Regions from separate parts of the Mus musculus genome. Here region 2 is linked to region 1. A link is a contact called in public HiChIP or PLAC-seq data. All regions are on one chromosome and are shown on one strand. Each heading gives the region's core, a stretch centred on a gene start, on an enhancer-like site or on the middle of the called end of the contact. The rest is flanking DNA. Distances are from core to core; before and after follow the strand shown. Region 1 has its middle 11 kb from the start of Gm41111. Region 2 overlaps Zmiz1 (zinc finger, MIZ-type containing 1).

Region 1 (5,254 bases), core at 1,183-3,682:
GCCTGTTATAACCAGCAACTTCTCTCCGCACCCTTCCTTTGAGTTTCCTGGGACGGAGAAGCCAATGAACGCAGCTTGTACATCTGGTCCTTGTCTCCTCTGGGGCTAAGGAGTCCTCACAACCAAACAGGGAGATTTGATGATGTGGCCATTCTGCACCCTCACGTGTCTATAGCATTGGGGTGCTCTGGGATCCCAGAGCTTAAAAGTAGTCCTGTGCATTTGGAATTGGGAATGACAGGAACACAATGCTGGTGGTGTCTGGGGCTGCTTGCTCCAGATGGCAAATGGCCAAACACACAGAAGAAAATGGAGGTTTCCATATATCATTTGTCCAAGTCAATCTCTGATCCGATTCCCCAGCAGTGAACATCCTAACAGGGGCAATGAGCCTTCAGTAAGGCTGTGTGGACACCTGACTGAGGGACTAAAGGGCAGGCTCTCTCATTGCCTCTGTGCTAGGTTCTTGGATCTAGTACTTGATTCTAGTCTGGTTATCATTTTACTCAAGTGAAAGGACCCCCCCCCCCCCCCCGCAGAGCTCTCTCACTCTTTCATGTGTGTGCATGTCCATGTGCACGCAGGACATATGCACACACATGTAGAGGCCAGAGGACACCCTCAGGTACTGTCCACTTTTCTTTTGAGACAGGTTCTCTCACTGACCTTGCTTGCTGAGAGAACGTTGGATGTTGAGCAAGCCCCGAGGATCCACCTATCTTGCTTCTTGGGCAACAGGATTTTAAGAATGCACTGCCACCCAGTTCTAGTTGTGTGGGTTCTGGGGATCAAATGGGGTCTTGTGAGCTATCTTTGTCAACTGAGCTGTTTTCCTGGTCCTCACTCTTTTCCCCACTTCTTTCTCTTTGTGAGGAAATGTTACTCAGCTGCCTGCATACAGAAGACAGCCCTCACCAGAAGCCAGAGATATTGGTTTTCTGACCTCAGACTTCCAGTTTTCTGTTCCATGAAAAACACATTTCTGATGTTTATCAGCCATCCCGTATAAGGTGTATATTCTAGTATTTGGATGGACTCAAATAGTGAAATGCTTCAAGAGAGCCCCTTTCATTCCTGTGCCAGCCCTGTCACACCCACACTGCTGTCCTTGGCATTCTATCTATGTAAAGGTAACACTCTCATTAAATGACCTCTGTCTTTCCCAGTCTGGCAGGTGTGGACTAGCCTGGGAGCACATGGTCTGACAGTGAAGGAAGCCAAGCCCAGCAGGGTCTGCTTTGCACAGACTGACTTAGCCTTTAAATAAGCACAACCAACAGCTGAGATCTGCTTTGGCCAGACACTGTGGTGTGGGCATCAGCTTACAGTGGGGGAACAGCGCACAGCAGGCTCCCAAAATGAGTGAGAAGACGACCAGATGGAGGTGTGCTGTGACTCCGGTCTGCCTTGCGGTGACAAAGGCCTTCTTCGGGCTGTGACTTTTGTTTCTTTCTCCAGTCGCAGCTAGCAGTGCATGGGAGACCCGGAGCACCGGTTCTGAGTCCCATATCTGTGCACTGCTGCCTAAGGACAAGTCCCTTGAGGCCACAGATCTGGATCTCAATTTGTCTGTCTGGGACACAGAGGAAGGAAAGTGATTACACGCTTTCTGCTTCTGGCCTGAATGTGTTCTGATTCTATACAAAGAAGGAGGAGACAAGATCAGAGGCGTCTTCTAGTGCTCTGCTCCTTCGGGGTCTGAGACTGATACCCAATACCAGGTGGTCCCTGCCACTACCTCCTTAGGTATCAAAGCCAGGCCTGTGTGGCAGGTCACACAGCTGGCCTTGTGTTCTGCACTTGAGGGCTCTTGAGTTTCTGCTCCCCAGAAAGATCAGTTTCTTGCCAATGTCATCACTTTTAGCCAGGAGAGACCTATCAGCAACTCCATCAAGTTCTGCACCCCCCCCTCCCACCCCACACCCCCATGCCCGCCTCAACTTTAAGTCTGAGCCCTGGGAACACTGGGGAAACTTAATTCTCGGACACCTTGATTCAAAGAGCCACTGTTCTGCAAAGGCAGAGCTGGACCCTGCGTTTCAGCAGGCTTTCAGGTGGGGTTCCACCCAGACATCGATAGCATGCGGGAGGCCTGTGAGTGTGTTGACCTGGCTTCAACCACAGCTCAGTTTCAAAGACTTGGCTGTGGTCTCCGCAGGCCCTCCTCTTTCCACCCGAGGCTCCATCCCTCTCCTGCGAGCCCAGGTCGGTGTCTCAGTTACTGGGAAGGCTGTCTCTGCCTGTGGGCTTCACCCTTGTCTCCCCTCGAGATGAGATGACGAGCCACTTGAGGTTCCCACTCTGGGAATGCCTTGCTTTATCCTCCCAGTTCCTGCCAGGGTTGATATGGAGGGACACCAGGACTTCCACAAGAGCAGCGTAAACAGGACGAAGCTTCACACGACCTTCTCATGCCCCCATGCCACCCTGGACAGCTCATCCCCTCCCAGTGCAGCTCAGATCCTCCCTGGGCGGAGCAGAGTTGGTCTGGAATGAACAGACTTTGTAAATAGAAGTCCTTCACCACACCGCTCAGGAGCCTGCCCGTTCCTGAAGCAGGGCTGGGGACATTTCCTGCTTCCCTTCCCTGCCGCTGAGAAATTAGTAGGCACAGATTGTCAAAAAAAAAAAAAAAAAAACAGCCGGGCCTTTGTAATTACAAATGTGCACACATCCCACCGAGCGTCATTTTCAAAAGGCATATTAAGCAGCAGAGACCACAGGGGGGACCCGTGTAAACAGGCTTCCTCAGATCCTGGCAGAAAAGGCTTGGAGGAGGCAGTTGTCCCCAGGAGTTGTTGGCTGTTCCCACTCTTCCACCCCCACCTCCCTCCCTGCCCAGCAGCTAAATGTTCAATGCCTGGGAACACGGTTGCAGATCCCAGCAAGGGAGCATGGCGACAGAGAGCTCTGGAGTTCACACTACAACTGCCTTTAAGATCCCAGTGGTTTCAGAGTTGATGCTTTCCCGAATCTCATTCTACAGTCCCGCCCCACCCCCTGCCTCTAACAGCCACGGATGGTCCTCCATGTTCTCTGATGTTCCCTTGCAGCAGTCCATACAGAATATTGCCTCTGCTCAACACTAAGGGTGCTGTAGAAAGCTACATTTGAGCCTGAGATTTGTGTTAGGATTCCAGAGCATATGTCCAAAGTCCTTGTTAGTCTCCATTATCTCCCATCCTATGAGCATGCAGTCAAGACCCTGATATAGTGAGCAGCAAAGGGCATTAGCCAAACATGTATTGTTTAATTCAACATTCCTGCGCTGGACATCCCTGGTTATCAGGCCACCTTGGTTATTGTGACTAGATCACTGCTATATGACAGCAAGAATGGCAGGCATAAAGACATTGGTAGTGATAGACAAGGGGGTACCCTGGGTTTCCCTGAGAAGTGGTGGGCAGGTCTCTGCTCCCTCTGATGGCATCCTCCCAAGTAGGTAGCTTGATAAGCCACCTTCCCAAACACAGAAGCAAAGGGTCGCAGTGGGTAGCAAAGGGGGTCTCTGCCTAGAATATCCGGGAAGCCACCACTGTTCAAGGTGCAGCACCCCTGTCTCCACTGCTGTGGGAGCAGAGGAAGGAGAATATAATTCAAATCTGGAGTGCTTAATGGAAGGCTTCCTAGCTGACGGACGGGAGCGCGAAGATTAATTCAAAAGCAGGAATAGATGTTATTTAGGAAAGGAAGGGCATTCAAGACAGAGACGAGGTGAAAGACAGCATCGATCATTTCACCGGCGATGAATGCTTGAATCTGGCAGCAGTACAAAATGAAAGAGCTGGATGTGGGAGTGGGGGAGCAGAGCAGGAGACCAGGGGCAGGCAGGCCGGTCACCACGCTTGTGAGCCAGGCTGAGTTGCAATTTGACCCTACAGCAGGGAGGGTTGTTGTTGTTGTTGTTTGTCCATACACACACATACACACACACACACACACACACACACACACACACATACACACACACACACACACACACACACACACACGCACGCACGCGTGCATAGGCAGACATGGGCTATGGCATCTGTGTGGAGGTCAGATGACACTGTTTGGGAATAAAGTTCTCTCCTTCCACGGTGGGTTCTAGGAAAAAAACCTCAGGTCACCAGGCTTGTATAACAAGTGCCTTCACACAGTGAGCCATCTCTCCTGTCCAAGAGAGTTTCAAACAGTGTGGTCAGGTCCTAGGAGGATGTCTCTGTGGACAGGTGAAAGATATTAATCCGTGTATAGGCTCCAGGAGTCAGTCATGGTTCTGGTATAGCTAGAGTCCCTCTAATAAAGTGGTCACTCCAAACTGGCCACCCACTTTCTGATGGTTGCAGCTGGTCAAATGCAGCTCTTTTGTAGGCATGTAGGTGTTGCTCAAGCACAGGGCCAGTCTGTCTTCCCAGAAAACTACAGTACTGAAGTGTAACCTGGAGTCACCTGGGAAAAGCAGCTCTTTGGATTTCTGTCTAGAGGTAAAATCCCCAACAAGGTGGTAGGCGTTGGGGCAGTTAAGAACACTAGCTGTTCTTCCAGAGGACCTGAGTTCAATTCTTAGCACCCACATAATGGAGCGCAACTCTTGGTAACTGCAGTTCCAGAGGATCTTGTGCCCTCTTCTGGCCTTCATGGGTACTTCACCCACATGGTGCATATTCATTCATGAAAGCAAAACACCCATACACATAAAATAAAAATAAAAATTTTAATTAAAAAAAAATCCCTAAGAAGGGATTCCAAGATGTTCAGGACAATCTGCCTGAGCCATGCCCACAGGGATCCCAGGGGATTGGCAAGTCCCTACGCAGAAGGGCAGTCAGTAGAGTTTATTGGTGATTTGTTTCAGAGGTGAAATAAAAGGTAGTCCCCTAAGAACGCCTGCTCCTCCTCTTGCTGGACTCAGCAGGGACTAGACACACAGGATATGCGTAGAGGGATGTGAGTGGAAGGGCTACCCTTGGGTGACAGTGGGAGAGCGAGGGGGTAGAGTGAGTTCTGAATGCCAACTCCATGTGGCTGCTGGGAGCAGAGCCTCAGGGAAGGCCCACTTCTGGAGCTGCTGAGAACTGTGTGCACACAGCACCTCTGTGGGTTTGCTGCAGAGCTGGGGAGGGGGTGGGGATACTCTACAGCTGATGTGACAAGGAGGACCAGCCAGCCAAGCTCCTCCTTGATTATCAAATCAAGCTCACCCATGTACACTACTTAAGAAACTCTCTCCCTGGGTTTCCCGAGAGAAGCCTAGCCACCATGTCCCTAT
Region 2 (5,369 bases), core at 1,566-4,065, 560 kb before region 1:
CTGGCAAGTGCTCTGGGGTCTTTGTGACAGGAGAAGGCACAGAACAAAAACAAGGCTCTTGCTCTTCACCGTTCTTAATTAACACGCCCCATGGCCTTGCACGATCCCCCTCTTCCACTCAGCCTTCTGAACCTCCCAAAGCCCATTTCTGACCTGTGATTTCCTATTGCCGCACGTCTCTATAAGCAGTGTTTTAGCTTAAGTGGCAGTTGCATATTAATTACAAAGTTAATTATGTGCTGTGTAATCATGCTGTAATTCATTAGTTTACTCTACATTCTGAGAGCCTTGTGCTAATAGCAAGAGCTGACAGGGCTTCAGGAAGATCCAGAGAACCCAGAATGAGGTTGTAAAGGCCTGGAGACCCCCAGACACTTCCTTGGGGTCTCCTGCTGTGAGCCTGTACCCCGCTCAGTGGTTCCCGTGGCTGGAGCGTGGGCCCTTGCTGCCTGACTGATGGACACACTTCCTGGAGCGAGTGCTGTCTACGAGTCAGCTCCTGACAGAGGAAAACCCAGCTGGGGCATGTTTGCTTGCTGCGGAAGTTCAGGGACAGGAAAGGATTTGTTTAAAATTACTTATAGAGCAGGGAGTCGCTTGTAGGTGACAAATTAACTTCTCAGATCACCAAAACAAAGTGGTCCTGGGAGCTCAGGTCATGGCACAGGTTAAGGACGGAGCATCAAGTCTCAGCAGAACTTGGGGTGGGGAGACCCAGGTTGTAAGGGGTCTGGCTGCTGTTTGGACAAGGGCTCTTAGTATTTTCACCCTCTTCTACTGAACCCTAAAATGTCTCTAACAACCCTCTAGCTAGTCTGGTTCTCTTTCCTGGCTTTGTTTAGTCCCCCGCCCCCTCCCCCCCCCATCAGTGCACAAGGAGAACAATGGGTCAGGCAGCAAGATTCTCTTTAGAGCCAGGTGTGGTGGCAAATGCCTTTACTCCAGCACTCGGAGGCAGAGGCGGCAGAGGCAGAGGGGCAGAGGAGGGGCAGAGGGGCAGAGGAGGGGCAGAGGAGGGGCAGAGGGGCAGAGGGGCAGAGGAGGGGCAGAGGGGCAGAGGAGGGGCAGAGGAGGGGCAGAGGAGAGGCAGAGGAGGGGCAGAGGAGGGGCAGAGGAGGGGCAGAGGAGCAGAGGGGCAGAGGGGCAGAGGGGCAGAGGAGGGGCAGAGGAGCAGAGGGGCAGAGGGGCAGAGGGGCAGAGGGGCAGAGGGGCAGAGGAGGGGCAGAGGGGCAGAGGCAGAGGCAGAGGCAGAGAGGCAGAGGCAGAGGCAGGCAGGTGGATCTCTGTGAGTTTGAGGCCATCCTGGCCTACAAGGATGGCCAAGACTACTCAGAAAACCTGTCTAGAAAAACAACAATAACAAAAGATGACCTCACAGGCCCAGGTCCAACCGTGACCTGGGTAGCTAGAGTACAGGGTAGACAAGAATGAGGAGCCCCTGCTCGCAGCTTTACAGCTTTGGAACTGACTCTGGCTATTCTTTCTTATAACCTGCTCTTCCCGGACCCAGTGCCGCCAGTCCCTGGAGCATCATAGCGACCCTCCAACAGCTTTTAAAAGTCTATGTGAGAAAACACAGTCTCCCCCCTCTCCCTGTGGCTCTGCAAATCTTCGGGTCAGATTTCAAACTCCAGTTGTGGGAGGGGGGACAACCAAGGCTGTGACCTGCCCCGGACATAGCAATCTGGTGGCCAAGACCCTCTGTTTTCCAAATATAAAGCTGCTTGTTTATTTTTGCTGACAGCTGAAGGGGAGAAAGAGGTGGAAGGCCTTTCCCTTCTGGCTCCAGTCAACAAGAGCAGAGAAAGACTCAGAACCCCAGATGGCATGAGAGGAAGATAAATAAGAAAAAACAAAACGCGTCCTTGCACTACAATGGAATGTTTTAAAGAGAGGTGGGAAATGCAAGGTCGGGGCAGATCTCATTTTCTGGCATCTCGGGAGCTCAGGGAGGAGGCGGGCTGCTGCCGCCTGGATGCTTTCAGGGGCAATCGGTTTTGGAGGGAACTCATTTCGGGGGGAGTGTAGGGAGGGGATGCATCTTAACAGCCAAAGTGCCGGTGTTGATTTCCTTTCCAGGGAATACTGGTTTCCCTGGCAACAGAAAAGTCCAGCCTCCGAAGTTCTGACAGGGAGACCAGGCTTGGCCTGGGATGCTCCCAACAATTATGTGAGGCCAAGGCTCCACTGTCCTGCTTGCCCCAGCAGTGAGCTGGGATAGAGCGGTGTAAAAGTGCCAGGTCTGCAAAAAATTATAGCCGCAGCTCCCCATCTCTCCCCCACCCAGGCGCTGTGCATGCGGCTACTCATCCCTAGATTCATAGCTTTCCAGGCTTTATGGCTGAGCAGGTAAAAATGCCAGGAGCAGCTTGGCAGCATGCCCATGTTGACAGCACCTGTGGACCCCAGGAGGCAGTAAAGGTGCAGGAGTGGGAGCCGGCAGGGGCTGTTGGGGGCTGGGCTTCGGGCACGGTACGCTTGAGTTCTGATCTCTAGCCATGCTTGGCTATACAGTTGCTCCGAAATGTTTCAGATTTAAACCTCGTTTTCCCAGAGACAACTATCCCAAGGTCTGGCCTGAGAGGATGCCATCCGTGCATCAGGTGCTGGAGGCAGGAGAGGAGCCCTGATGGTATTTGCAGAGCACTTATCCCGAGGCCGCCACCGGGCACTGGGCTAAGTGCTTGACATGCATTATCTCATTTAACACGCTCTCCAGCTGCCCGGCAAGGCAGGCACAATTATCCCTCACTGGAGGGAGAGGAGGGATTATATGACCTGCCCAAGGCCACCCAGTAAGTGCATGGCACAGCCGTGACTCACACCTGCCCCTCTCCAAGGCCTATTCTCACGGGAAAGGAGAGGAGAAATGGGACAGGAGAGACAATGTGGCTAGTGGTTTCTTCCTCTGGTGGGAGGGAGACAGATGTTCCTCCCCTTTTCCCTTGTCTCCCCTCCCCTGAGCCTTCTCCTATTCTCTAAACATTCTGCACACTGTCCTTCCCCCAGGAAGACAGGCCACAGAACAGAGCCACCTGGAGGCTTCAAAGCAACGCCCCAGTCCCTGAGCCCACCTCCAGCAGACACTGCAATGGTGGCCACGACCAAAGGGCCTCTTATTGCATCTTTCACGGTCACAATCCAGCGACTGGAGTAGTTAACAGCTCATAGTGGAAGGGCTGGGGGCTCAGACAGGACCAACTGATGATGACAACCAAGCCTCCACAAGCTCCCACTGTGTTTTTCTGGGACGTTTAAAACATTTTGTGCATCGTATTTTATTGTATTCTTTCTTTCTTTCTTTCTTTCTTTCTTTCTTTCTTTCTTTCTTCCTTTCTTTCCTTTCTTTCCTTTCTTTCTTTCTTTCTTTCAGATGTATATATTTATTATTATATGTAAGTACACTGTAGCTGTCTTCAGACACCCCAGAAAAGGGCATCAGATCTCATTATGGATGGTTGTGGTTGCTGGGATTTGAACTCGGGACCTTCAGAAGAGCCTGTCAGTGCTCTTAACCGCTGAGCCATCTCTCCAGCCCCTATTGTATTCTTTCAACTATGCCATGAAACAATACCATAAGTAGCCTCACCTCAGAAACAAGGGAAACTGAGGCAGGATGCTTTAAAATATAGCCAAGAGCTCACAGCTAGTAAGTTGCAGAGCAAAGATGGAATGAAAGTTCACACATGAGTAATCTTGCCCATCTCTGTCTTGTGTCTTTGGTTCTTGTGTCTCCGTCTTGTATGTCAGGTTAGGTGGCAGCCAGGAGCTCCAGGTTTTTCCTCTACAGTGTTCTGCTCCCTTAAGAAGTCTTTTTTGTGCTCCAGAGAACATCAAATAGGGATGGGACTCGTGTGTGTTCCTGTGCATGCCTGTGAGCCTCCAGCGGATGCTGCGCGGAAGATGTGTGTGCCGCTGATTTATAACCATCAGAGAAAACAGAACTGCAAATCTCACCCACAAATCTTCCTTATCGGGGATGCTTGCAACAAGCAGACACATCATGAATTCCCAGGAACAGGCAGGTCTCCTCCTAGCCTTGGTTCCCACCAGCTGCCTGCTCCCCTGGGCCTGTGGGGGAGCCATGGGTTGGTTCCATGAGGTCCCTCTGGCTGCCCGCAGAAGGCCAGCTCACCACTCAGGAAGTGGTGGTCCATCAGAAATGCTGGCTCCCCAGTGGTGGAGTCTGGGAGAGCTCCAAGAGCCCCTCCTGGCTGCTAGAAGCATGCTGGCTGCCCTGCTCCAATCCTGACTGCTCAGCTGTTGAACTGGGCCTGAAGTACCAACAGCCAGAAGAGCAAAGATCCCCAGAGCAAACATAACAGTCTGCCAGCATCAAGGGGCCAGGTGTGGCCATCAGCTCTTCTAACATGACCCCAGGTGGAGGCTCTAAGAATCTCTTTCATAACTTGGGTTCCAGATCTGAGCACAGAGGTCTGTCTGACTCGAGAGATCCAGTGCTTAGAACCATTCCGGCATGTTTCTTGAGTCACAGGTTCCTCACGTCCTCAAGCCTCTTAGGTGTCCTTAGACCCTATCACTGGCATGTATATTTTACCTGTGTCCTTAAGAGGGGCTGGGTCACCCCACAGGTGTGTACCTCCACCCCAGTGTGTACGCGATGAACCACTGGGAGACTTCTCTGCTCACACAGCCTACATTATCTTCTCTAAGTTCACACTAGGTCCCACATAATGGAGGGACAAGCACAATTCAGGTGAGGTAAACTAGTCAGGCACAGGCTTCCCCACCATCTTGGATTGCTGAGTTGTCCCCATGAGACTGACCATTAGGGTGTCAGTGGGTAGCAGGAATGGCCCAATCTTGGCTCTGCCTTAGCCTGCTGTGTAGTAGGCCTCTCTGATTAGTCTGATGCCCTTTCTATGTTTGTGTGTGTGTGTGGTGTGTGGTGTGTGTGTGTGTATGTGTGTGTGTGTGTGGATGTGTGTGTGTGTGTGTGTGTGTGTGTGTGTGACTGCACTGGCTGGCCTGAAACTTTGCCAAGTAGGCTAGGCTACCTGGTGAGTGAGGGCCAGGGATCTGCCTGTCTCTGCTCATCCCAGCACACCTGGGATTACAAATAAGTACCGCTGTGTCTGGCTCCTTAGGTGGGTTCCTGGGATCTGAACTCAGGTCCTCGGGCCTGCAAGGGCTCCACAGACTGAGTCACTTTCCAGCCAGTGCTCTGTCTTTTTTGAATCTGGAAAATCTGAACCCAGGTTTGTCCTCAGACTCATTGAGAGGATTAAATCGTGAGAGTAAAGAGAGGCTCTGACCTTGACGAGAGGCAGGAATACACACACACACACACACACACACACACACACACACACACACACACATATACACTCAGAGACACATAGAGAAAG

Evidence for each region. HiChIP or PLAC-seq counts read pairs in DNA pulled down with a chosen protein or histone mark.
Region 2: an H3K27ac HiChIP or PLAC-seq map of T-cell acute lymphoblastic leukemia shows a contact between it and region 1, with 13 times the contacts expected there. The contact joins two enhancer-like sites. A contact is called at or near these places in 2 of 39 promoter capture datasets (embryonic stem cells and pre-B cells), 3 of 15 datasets of contacts at CTCF or cohesin (embryonic stem cells, large pre-B cells and pro-B cells), 59 of 484 Hi-C or Micro-C datasets (B cells, the Ba/F3 cell line, the C10 cell line and 18 more), 6 of 115 datasets of contacts at active chromatin or transcription factors (T-cell acute lymphoblastic leukemia, double positive thymocytes, embryonic basal ganglia and 2 more) and 2 of 9 other capture datasets (embryonic stem cells and embryonic trunk).

What each region holds. Positions count from the first base shown.
Region 1 is chr14:24,991,464-24,996,717 of GRCm38.p6, reverse strand. No RefSeq gene overlaps it. Among named protein-coding and RNA genes, the nearest start is that of Gm41111, 11 kb to the right of the region's middle. Within about 2 kb of position 2,432, at least 41 of the 459 cell types and tissues checked have an H3K27ac peak or open chromatin away from gene starts, as enhancers often do. A contact at or near this core is called in T-cell acute lymphoblastic leukemia, where this site is marked.
Region 2 is chr14:25,552,372-25,557,740 of GRCm38.p6, reverse strand. The region is part of intron 3 of Zmiz1 (zinc finger, MIZ-type containing 1); the gene reads right to left. Among named protein-coding and RNA genes, the nearest start is that of Mir3075, 21 kb to the right of the region's middle. Within about 2 kb of position 2,815, at least 44 of the 459 cell types and tissues checked have an H3K27ac peak or open chromatin away from gene starts, as enhancers often do. A contact at or near this core is called in T-cell acute lymphoblastic leukemia, where this site is marked.